3 separate regions of the Pan troglodytes genome follow, and regions 1 and 3 are each linked to region 2. The links are chromatin contacts, called in public HiChIP or PLAC-seq maps. All regions are on one chromosome and are shown on one strand. The core of a region is the stretch at or near the end of the contact, and the rest is flanking DNA. Distances in the headings are between cores, read along the strand shown.

Region 1 (3,538 bases), core at 544-3,043, 420 kb before region 2:
CAGGACTCACCAGCAGACAAGAAGATGTTCCCCACGCTGCTCTGGCGGAAACGCAGCTGCTCAATAATATGGTGAAAATGGGCTGGGAAAAAGGTGACAGTCACATCACAGTCATTCCTCCCAGCCTCCCTTCTAGGACTGCCCCTCACCTCAAGCCCCCTTCTGAGCTCTCATGCTGAAAACACACCAGGACTAATCTGGCCAGACTCACCAACTCCAAAAAAGAGCGGGCAGGTGAACACAGCAGGGCCCAGGCCCATGCACGGTGCTAACATGGGCAGCATACAGGCCCGGAACACCAGCTCCTCTGTCAGCGGGGCGATCACTTGGTTCCGCAGCCAACGCATGTCTGTGAGGCAGCGGGCCCAGGAGCGGGGGGCTGCAGAGGGAATTCAGGACAAGCTGTGAGTGACAGGCTGTCAGACAGTGAGACCCCAGAGGCTCCAAGGGCTCCTCTCCCACAACTTTACCCTGGCCAAACTCAGGTTAGGCATCAATACTCCTGAGGACGGGGGTGTGGACCCAACATAAACCCAATGTCTTGAGATGACCTGAAGGGAAGGCATTAGCTGAGGCAGGGCATCCTGGAAGTAAACTCTGGAGACACCAAAATTTAAGCAAGACTAGCTCTGGTTGGGGAAGCAGGGAACAGTGCTCTCTGATCCACACCAAATGCTGCTGGGGGTTCCCAGGGAACTCCTTGGACGTTGGCAATCAACCCTTAGAGGCCACCTAGCTCTATGTTTCCATTTTACTGATGAGAAAACACACCCAGAGAGATGACATTTCACGTGTCCAGATCACACCCTGAGCCCGCTGACTCCCTGCCCCAATGTCCTGGACTGCCTGTGCTTACTTTTCCCTTCAGCCTTTAAGACTCACCCAGGACAACCTTCAGCCCATCTGCCAGGTCACAAGGGCAATCCATAGAGAGCTGCATCAGTGGGCCCAGGAAAAGAATCTGAGAGCAAGAAAACACTTTCACCATAACCCACCGCTTTTGCCCAGACCTTTGCCCATGCTCCCTGAGACTCCAAGCTTGAAATCCTCTCAGCCACGATTTCCAGACCATGCATACCGGAGGACCCTGGGGCCATCTCAAAAGTCCTGTCTCCCATCAACCAAAAACCAAAAACAAGAGGAGTCCACGGCACTGCCCATCAGGCTGATAACAAAGACCAGAAGAAAAAATACAGGAGGAGCACTCACCATGGTCAGCAACAGGGGCAGCAGCGCCGCTGGGAAAATGCCCTCCAGCCTGAAGCCCATCAGGGTGAGCAGGGATGTGCCTGGCTGAGCCACAGGAAAGGGGGCATCAGTTTTGCTTCCTCCCCTAAAGACCCCTGAGCTCTCACCGCCATTGCCCTTTGCCCCGCCTCCTTCGCACCTGGATGCCTGTGAGTTCCCTCCAGAGCAGCACGCACAGAGGTGAGAGACTGGACACCACCAGGACGCTGGTGAAGCGTCGCTTGATGACGGCGGGATGGTCCCTACGGAGGGGACAGTAAGTTCAGGGGGCCCGCGGCTGCCCATGAGCACGGACCCGCCCCCGGCTCGCCCAAGCTCCGCCCGCAGGGCGCGGATTCCGGCCGCGCGCAGCCCCCGCACCTGGGCAGTTCGCTCTTCCAGACGTAGAGGCTGCCCACGTAGGAGCAGGCGAGGCTGAGGCAGGAGAACACTGACACCCAGCAGCACAGCCCGGGGCCCGGGCCCCCCAGCGCCGCCGACTCGGGCGGCCGCTCCGGCCGCGACACCGACAGCAGTCGCAGCCCATCCCCGCCCAGCGCCGCCATTGCGCCCTGACCCGCGGCGCGCACCAGTGACGCAGTCCCAGGGAGGTGTGGGTGACGTCAGGCCGCGGTGCGGCTCCACGCCCCGCCCCGCCCGGGCCCGACGCGGAAGCAGACGCGGAAGAGGACTTGGTGAGCGCGGGGCAGCTTTATTAAACCACGGGATAACGGCTGCCCGCAGCCTCCGGATCGGTGGGCGCTTGCGGAAGGGGACCCGGCTCAGGGCCCAGGGCTGGGACTCAGCCACTCTGACAGGTTGGAGACCTCCTGCAGCCACAGCACGTCCTGCGGGAACAAGGGGGCCCGGGGTGAGGACCTCTCAGCAGCGGCCCGTGGCCTGCACCTCCTGCTGAGCCCTTCCCTGCGCGGCCCTCGCCCAGTTACCTCCAGGCGGCTCCTGAGGCTCGCCCTGCCCGGCGCCAGGGCCCTGCCGTGAGCCTCGCGGTCCTCCCTTCCTCTAGGAGTGAGGGGGGCCGCGGTGGCCTCCGGGCGGCGCGGGGCGGCCTCTGAAGGGCTCGGGGCCCTGGCGGAGCGCAGAGATCGCATCTCCTCTATGCGGGGGCTGCCCCTCTTGAGCCTCTTGTTTTCTGCTTGCCCGCTGGTATCTAGGAGAAAACAAGCCTCTTCATCTTACTTTCATGGCCCTGTGCTAGGAGCACCCTTGGGCAAGGGGAAGCCTGGGAGAACGGGCGCCGAGGGGCTCTTCCCACCGCATCCCTGTCAGCAGGTCCCATCCACACCAAAACCCTGCAGCTGTGGGCGCTTCTGGAGCAGCCCGAGGCTGCAGAGACGTTTCAGGGCCTCCCTATTCTCTCACCCAGGCGGGAGATTGTCCCGAGCCCTCACTTGGGGGACTCAGGCCGCTCAGTAACTTTCTGTATAGATTCTTCCTGGAGTCTGCACGGACAAGCCCCCCTCCCTGCCAGCCTCTGTCCTCCCTCACCTTTCTGGCCTCAGTTCTGTCTCCCTTTGTTGCTCACGTTGCATTGAGCAGTGCCCATAGGCAGCTTTCCTACTCTTAACTGATTCATTTGTCAAATTAAAGCGAGTTTAGATGAATAGATTCTTCCCCAGCAGGTCTTGGGGATGCAGATCAATGAGCTTTTCCCTGAGAGAAGCTCACAGATGCTAGGAGGGGATGCAGACCTGTGTACAAAGCCCAGGGTTAAAATAGAGAAGGAAGCCGACCACCTCTGGATGTGAAGAAGGGTTTCCATGAGGAGATACCTGAGCTGACCTTTTGTTTTTTTGAGACAAGGTCTTGCTCTGTTGCCCAGGCTGGAGTGCAGTGGCGCAGTCCTGGCTCACTGCAGCCTCGACCTCCTGGGCTCAAGCGATCCTACTGCCTCAGCTTCAGCTTCCAGAGTACCAGGAACCACAGGCGCATGCCACCACACCGGCTATTTTTTTTTTACTTGTAGAGACGGGTCTCACCGTGTTGCCCAGGCTAGTCTCAAGCTGTCCTCCCGCCCCGGCTCCCCAAAGTGACGGTATTACAGGCATAAGCCACCACTCCTGCCCCAGAGCTGGGTTTTGAAGGATGAAGAGTGATATGCCAGACAAGGGAGAGAAAGGGAATTTCTTGCTGAAAGTTAACACAAGTAAACCTTATGCAAAGGCATAAAACAACTTCCTATATAAATTTTTACTTTTTAAAGATGAGGTCTCGCCTGTCACCTAGGCTGGAGTGCAGTGGCGTGATCATAGCTCACTGCAGCTTTGAACTCCCGGCCTCATCCTCTCGAGTA
Region 2 (3,535 bases), core at 917-3,416:
CAGTCCATACCATGATTTACAAAGCAGTTCACTGCGCTCAAAGCCCAGGTAGATTAGGACACTGGGAAGGTGGAAAGGGTGAGGTCAGCTTTCTGTTTTCCTTGCTTGATACCCATGCATCTCACTCCCTCCCAGATCCTCTGCCCCCCTAAACCCCATCCTCCCTGCCCCTGACTCCAGAATCTAGGGTCCCTTCATCTCTGGCCTGCCTTTCTCTTGGAATCTGAACACTCCAGGCTTACCTCTCGGAGATGTCCAGTAGAGCCAGGTCTTTAGCATGGCGGCTCTGGAACATGGCCAGGAAGAGCGAGGCAGGGCCAGGGCCAGGGCCAGGACCAGGGCGGGGTCTCGGCTCCAGAGGGGCACAGAAAGCTGTGAACACGGGGTTTCCTGCCCAGTAGGCTCCAGGTGGGTGAGCATGGAATCGGCCTCGAATAAGCACGAGTTTGTTGCCTGCACTCTGGCGCCTGAGGGACTTGGAGGTGTTGAAGCGGCAGCGGAAGAGGCGATCTAGATAGATGAAGAGAAAAACAGATAAGAGGGTGAGTGGCTGAGAGAGAGACAGTGGATGGTGGGGAGAAGGGCAGCAGGTGGGAAATTGGACCGAGGAAGGGAGAAGGGAGTCCTTACCAGTGTCCAGGGCAGAGGGCAGGGTGAGTTGCTGGCGCACAGTGAGGTGGTCAGCTGGGTCAATGATGTCGTAGATGCTGTCACCCTGGGCAACCAGGTCCACCTGGAGGGAGGAAAAGAAGAGATGACCATTAGGGAGAACAGCAGGAGCCAATCTTTGATCTACAGTATCTTGTAGGGTATAACCTCTCCCTCCATAGTAATTCCCAGTTCCTCAGGAGTGGAAGGCTCACGGCACCCACTCCATGCCCAGCCTCAGCTGAAAGGACCCTTAGCACTCACCATGGAGTGGCCCAGATGCTCGCTCACACTCTCAGACAGGTAGAGCAATTTCCCCTCGGCTGTGAACACAAGCAGAAAGCCGGGTAGTGCCGCTACGATGTCCTCAAGCTCTTGAGCTGAGAGAAGCCCCGTGGGGCCCGCCAGAGGAGTGCCTGTAGGGCGAGAAGACGTAGTGCGTCAGGAGTAAGACTGGGAGGCAAAGAAGAAGTGAGGAAGGCATGGTCTGAGTTTCAGAGAATCCAGAGGAATTTCTCATGGACCTGCCTCTGCAAACACCTGTTGACCCGCTGCCCGCAGCTCTTGGCCAGGGAACCTGTTGCTGTATCTCCATAGCCCACAAGCCCTCGACTTCTAAAGCGGGGTCGGCTCCTCCTCGGCTCTTAATTTCAGAACCGCGGACAGAGCTCCAAAGCGGCTCTGAATTTCAGAACCGCGGACAGAGCTCCGAAGCCGACTGTGGGTTCAGAACCATGGACAGAGCCATACACGGCCGACGCAGCCGTCAGCACCATGGGCAGCGCCCGGAAGGCGCCAGGAGATCCCTTTCAGCACCGCGGACAGTAGCTATGTTCCCCTAGGCTCAGGCAGCTCCATCCCTGCAACTTCCCGGGCTTCCCTCCCCGGCTCCCGGAGCGCTTCTGCACTGGCGGGCACCGAGGCCGCTCTGTCCTGGCTCTTCTCCTCTCATAATCTGGTGTTAGGGACACCGTCCAGGCTCTCTAACTCTCATTCAGAACTAAGGTGAGGTCTGGAGGGAGCTCAGGAGGAAAAGTAGAAAGTCCCGAATCTCCCCAGTTCGCCAGCACGCTGCCCTAGACATGCGGCAGCCCCAGCGGGTTCCCTCAGCTCCAGGGTCTCCGGCGCCTGGCAGCTCGGATCTGCGGTAGCCCCAGCATGCTCACCACCAGCGAAGAAGACGCCCTTGCGAGTGTAGATGCAGGCGAGGCTCATGATGTGCAGGTAGGACAGCCGGACCTTGTCCGCTTCGGCCAGCGGCAGCAGCTCCTTGAGGTTCCGGATCTCGGCGTTGATCTGGTCCCGGCGCGCCTTGGAGGCGCCCTTGGTGGAGCGGTACATGACCGGCGGCTGCGGAGCTCCAGCTCGGGTGCCCGAGCACCTGCGCTCCCGTCCCGACGCACCGGCGGCTTCCTCCTCCGTGCTTCCCCGTCTCTCGCTCAGGCTCGCTCTCTGCTCTCCTGGGCTCCGCTCGGCTGCGCTGCCCCCCTCGCCTGCCTCACGCCGCCTTATATAGCTCCTGCCAGGCGTGGGGGGCTCGTTTTAGAGCCGGGGGGGCGGGAGAGCGGGAGGCTGGGCTAAGCAAGCTGCAGCGGGAGCCGCTGACTGGGGAGGGGGGCTCCTCCTCCCGCCCGGCTTCCGACGTCATCTCATGACGTAGAATGAGAGAGGGAGGGAGGCGGGCGAGGGGGGAGCAGGAGGCTGCGGAGGGGGCCAAGCCTGGCGGGAGCTGAGCGGAGAGGAAGGCGCTGCGTTAGGAAAGCTTGAATGGAGTGTGGGGACCCTGGCGTCTGAATGCGTTCAGTTGAGGGAAGCGACAGGGCCAGGGTTAGGGCGGCCTGAAGCCCGCGGCAGGAGTCCGCAGAGGGCAGAGAGGGGCTGGCACTGACACTAATTTTTCTGAGGAGTTGAGGAATGGGGAAGAACAGGGTTGTCTACAAATCCCCCTCGTTACTTGACAGACAAGGTCACGTTCACATGCAGGGAAGGAGGACTTTCCTTGGCCTCCGTGGGACAGGTCACTGCTGGGGTTCCTCTCTGGGGACTATTTAACCTGGGATTCCCTTGGCCATTTTTAGAGAACAAATTCCCGCCCCCGCTTCCCAAATCGGGCCTTGGCGGCTTATCAGGGGGTGTTCATGGGGGTCTAAGTCCCAAGGATGGGTGGAAAGGGGGTCCGGTGGGAAAGGGACCAGCTGAATTTGGCGTTGATCCTGTTTTCCCACAGCCAAGAATAGAAACCAACACCAGCGCTGTAGTCTGCAGTGATTCGTGGTTTCCCTCTCAGCTAATTAACCTTACTGAAGGGGAAACTGAGGCAGGGACGTGGGGGCACGTCGAGGACCTGGGTCTGCACTTAGGCATCCCTTCCCCCCGTTGCCGGCCCCCAAGCGAGCGCTTCCCCCCGCCCTGCTGCCAGCCTCTGTCTCCCCGCGGGCCGGGGGCGGGGGCGGGGCCGGGGGAATCCCAGCTCCATATTAGGACAGGAATCCTCCGGCGGCTGCCGCGGCTGCGGCGGGCGGGGCCTGGCTGCCTCCGCACGGCTCCGGAGGGCTCCCCGCCCTGCCTAGGCGGGCAAGACGGGGGAGCAGCTGAGAAGCGAAGGGGCAGCGCCGGACCCTCCATGACCCCTGCACCTACCAGGGACCCTGTATTTTTGCCAGGTTCCCTCCACCCCTCTCCACATTTGCGCCTCTAAGGCTCCTGGCTCTGCCTCTCCACCTTCAGCTCTCCACTCTCCACCTTCGTTTCTTTTTCTGTCCTTTCACATCCTTTTCTATCCTTTTCATATCCTGTCACCTTTGCCCTATCCCCACCCCCCCACACACACCCGCTTTTTTTCTCTTTTCACCACAGATGATTGCTGTCTACAGGGGCGAGGATGCGC
Region 3 (3,514 bases), core at 848-3,347, 260 kb before region 2:
GGAAGCAAGCTGAGTGCCCTATGCCCAGAGATGAACAGGTACAATATGTGACTGTACACCACAGAGGACTGCGTTACTCGCTAGTTAGACATCATGCGGCGACATAGCCCTTAGTGGAAAAATAGTAAGACACAGTCAGCTATACAACTCAAAACACACCATTTACATAATGCATACAAATGTACAATGTTTAAGTCCAGATTAGAAGAAATCAACTGTAAAAAGACATTTGTAACAATCCAGGAGAAATTTGGGCATAAACATTAGATAATATTAACATAGGATAGTGCTATTTTAAATTAGCAGCACATATAAGCCGGGTGCAGTGGCTCACACCCGAATCCCAGCATTTTGTGAGACTGTGGTGGAAACATCTTGAGCCCAGAAGTTTGAGACCAGCCTGGGCAACACAGTGAGACCCCCATCTCTACAAAAAAAAAATTTTAATTAGCTGGATGGGGTGGCCCACACCTGTGGTCCCAGCTGCTCCAGAGGCTAAGATAGGAAGATCACTTGCGCCTGGGAGGTCGAGGCTACAGTGAGCCATAATGGTGCCACTGCACTCTAGCCTGGACAACAAAGTGACACCCTGACTCAAAAATAATAGTAATAATAGTTAAGGGCCGGGCGAGGTGGCTCACGCCTGTAATCCCAACACTTTGGGATGCCAAGGCCAGCGGATCGCTTGAGGTCGGGAGTTCGACACCAGCCTGGCCAACACGGTGAAACCTTGTCTCTACTAAAAATACAAAAATTAGCTGGGGGGTAGCGCACGCCTGTAGTCCCAGCTACTCGGGAGGCTGAGGCAGGAAAATGGCTTGAACGCAGGAGGTGGAGGTTGCAGTAAGCCGAGATCGCACCACTGCCCTCCAGCCTGGGCGACACAGTGAGACTCCGTCTTTAAAAAATTAAACAAAAAATAAAAATAAAATAAAATTGGAAGGACAGTGCCTCTTCTGAAATGGCTGAGAAACAAAAAGAACTCAGGGAAAGAACATATCCAAGTAGCTGGGGTGGAAGAGGGCAGCCTGGGGAATGTGTCCCAGATGGTATCAGAGAAGCCATTATGGAGCCACTACAATGAGGAATGGTGGTTGACAACCTCCCTGGCAGGCTCTACTAGGAGATAAACCCAATCCATCAATCTCCATAAAAGGCTATTCTTTGTTGGAAAGTGACAGTGGGGAATCAGCCTAAACTTTTTTTTTTTTTTTGAGACCGAGTCTTGCTCTGTCACCCAGGCTGGAGTGCAGTGACGCCATCTCGGCTCACTGCAACCTCCGCCTCCCGGGTTCCAACGATTCTCCTGCCTCAGCCTCCCGAGTAGTTGGGATTACAGGCGCCCGCCACCACGCCCGGCTATTTTTTGTATTTTTAGTAGACACGGGGTTTCACCATGTTGGCCAAGCTGGTGTCGAACTCCTGAACTCGTGATCCGCCCGCCTCGGCCTCCCAAAGTGCTGGGATTATAGGCGTGAGCCGCCGCACCCGGCCCGCCTAAGCTTGTTTTTACCGCCAGGAGGTGCCCTTGGACCACAGCTGAATTTTGAATGCTAGACAGTCGGGAAACTCAGTTGCCTAGACTTCCAGCTTGGTGTGTACGAGGAGACCCTGTCCCACCCAGAACTAGGGACCTCGCTGGGCCTCTCCACCAAGTATTCCTCTGGTGTGCTCACCACAGACCCGGACTGTGATGGACACACAATGAGTGAGAGAGAACCAGACCACGGATACTCACGAGCAAACAAAACATGACTAAGCGTAGCCTGGGTAGCAATGCCTCTTAGGTCTGTCCCAGTTCTGCCAGGTTATCTTTCTGCCCCTTGGTTCTCAGTTTCCGTAGCAATAAATAACACCTCTGCAATGACAAACTTTAATGTTTAAAGCGCTACAAAACAATGACTAGTTTTGCTTAAAATGTGGCGCACCTGTATTTTTGAAATGTTGCCCCAAGCTGCCACAGAAGCCGGCCAGCCCGCTACAAAAGCCCCTTTTTAGGGCCCTCGGGGAGATTCCTCTGTCGTTAGCTCCCCGCCCCCCTCAAAGGGCCCAAGAGCAGGACCCATTGTGATGGTGAGTGACTCCCCAAGGCCTCCGCTTTTCTAGGCAGTGGTTGCGTTCAGAGCCCCTCTGACGCAGCAGTGGCGACCCTTTCCAGGGTGGTGACTGGCTGGTTGGGGCTGGGGGTGGGCTGACCTCCGCGGCGCCGCGCCACCACCAACAGGCCCCGCCCCCGTGCTGCGTGGTCATTTGTATGCAGCCTCGGGATTGGTCACTCGGCTCCCGCGAGGGGAAGGGGAGGGAAGCAGCGCGCACTCGCGCGTGCGTGAGCTGGCGCGCGAGAAAGGGCCCGGTCGCGTCGAGGCTCGAGCGGCCGTCGCCATTTTGTAGGGTTCTCTCTGACGTGGGAGCCGCCGTCGCTGCCGCCACCCGGAGGTGCGAGGGGGTCGTGTGTGTGTGATGTGGGGAGCTCGGGGGCGGGTCGGGCCGGGCCTCCGGCAGACTGCACGGCCCGGATTTGGGTTTCTCATTTTGCAGCGAGAGGTCTGGGAAGACAACGGGAGGAGGCGGGGCCGGGTCTCCGGAAGGAGGCGGGGCAGGGGTCGGGTCGAGTCTTTGTTGGGGCGAAGAAGCTGGAGGGTGGGCCGCTGTGGGCGAGGTGGTTGGTCCCCGGTTTGGGGGAAAGGGGACTTTTTTCTTTTTAGAGTATCTTGAAAGGCGCTAGTGCGCGCAGGAGAGGTACACAGATTTCCCTCCAAAACCTTGTTACCAGGCGCACTGCGATTGATGCCCCTTGCCTTTGCTTGGGCTTTTCCCTTTCCTCATTTTAAGACATGAAGCAGCTAATTCTGGTATTTCATTGCGCTCCACTTCACGGAGATGATAGACTGGGCTATGCCTGCTGACCCTCGACCTCCTGTTTGCATGTCACGCATAGCTCGCACTTCTCGAGAACAAACCGCCCTTCTTCTATTGAGGAAGAATAATGAATGTCTGTACGAGGGTCTTGAAGGTGCAAGAACTTTGGAGGATTAGACGAAAATGCTGCAGTGCACCGAAATTTCCCACCACACCCCTGACTTTTGAAGTCTTGTGTTTCTCTCCCAGGCTCTTGTCAGGATGGTGAAGCTGTTCATCGGAAACCTTCCCCGGGAGGCCACAGAGCAGGAGATTCGCTCTCTTTTCGAACAGTATGGGAAGGTGCTGGAATGTGACATAATTAAGAATTACGGCTTTGTGCACATAGAAGACAAGACGGCAGCTGAGGATGCCATACGCAACCTGCACCATTACAAGCTTCATGGGGTGAACATCAACGTGGAAGCCAGCAAGAATAAGAGCAAAGCTTCAACCAAGTTACACGTGGGTAACATCAGCCCCACTTGTACCAACCAAGAGCTTCGGGCCAAGTTTGAGGAGTATGGTCCGGTCATCGAATGTGACATCGTGAAAGATTATGCCTTCGTACACATGGAGCGGGCAGAGGATGCAGTGGAGGCCATCAGGGGCCTTG

Evidence for each region. HiChIP or PLAC-seq counts read pairs in DNA pulled down with a chosen protein or histone mark.
Region 1: a contact with region 2 is called in an H3K4me3 HiChIP or PLAC-seq map of stem cell-derived excitatory neurons, with 2.6 times the contacts expected there. The contact joins the promoter of RCE1 here to the promoter of NPAS4 in region 2. A contact is called at or near these places in 2 of 7 Hi-C or Micro-C datasets (induced pluripotent stem cells and stem cell-derived neural progenitor cells) and 1 of 1 datasets of contacts at active chromatin or transcription factors (stem cell-derived excitatory neurons).
Region 3: an H3K4me3 HiChIP or PLAC-seq map of stem cell-derived excitatory neurons shows a contact between it and region 2, with 6 times the contacts expected there. The contact joins the promoter of RBM4B here to the promoter of NPAS4 in region 2. A contact is called at or near these places in 2 of 7 Hi-C or Micro-C datasets (a lymphoblastoid cell line and stem cell-derived neural progenitor cells) and 1 of 1 datasets of contacts at active chromatin or transcription factors (stem cell-derived excitatory neurons).

What each region holds. Positions count from the first base shown.
Region 1 is chr9:69,163,798-69,167,335 of NHGRI_mPanTro3-v2.0_pri, reverse strand. It overlaps RCE1 (Ras converting CAAX endopeptidase 1), which reads right to left and starts at 1,793. Exons shown (of 7, transcript XM_054661443.2): 1 at 1,609-1,793; 2 at 1,388-1,490; 3 at 1,210-1,293; 4 at 883-961; 5 at 212-379; 6 at 11-82. The coding sequence starts at 1,793. It overlaps TOP6BL (TOP6B like initiator of meiotic double strand breaks), which reads right to left. Exons shown (of 17, transcript XM_054661441.2): 16 at 2,175-2,395; 17 at 1,920-2,075. The coding sequence ends at 2,010.
Region 2 is chr9:68,742,930-68,746,464 of NHGRI_mPanTro3-v2.0_pri, reverse strand. NPAS4 (neuronal PAS domain protein 4) reads right to left here and starts at 2,166. Exons shown (of 7, transcript XM_063784194.1): 1 at 1,815-2,166; 2 at 913-1,064; 3 at 631-733; 4 at 243-510. The coding sequence starts at 420.
Region 3 is chr9:68,999,210-69,002,723 of NHGRI_mPanTro3-v2.0_pri, reverse strand. It overlaps RBM4B (RNA binding motif protein 4B), which reads left to right and starts at 2,097. Exons shown (of 4, transcript XM_508578.9): 1 at 2,097-2,436; 2 at 3,109-3,514. The coding sequence starts at 3,121.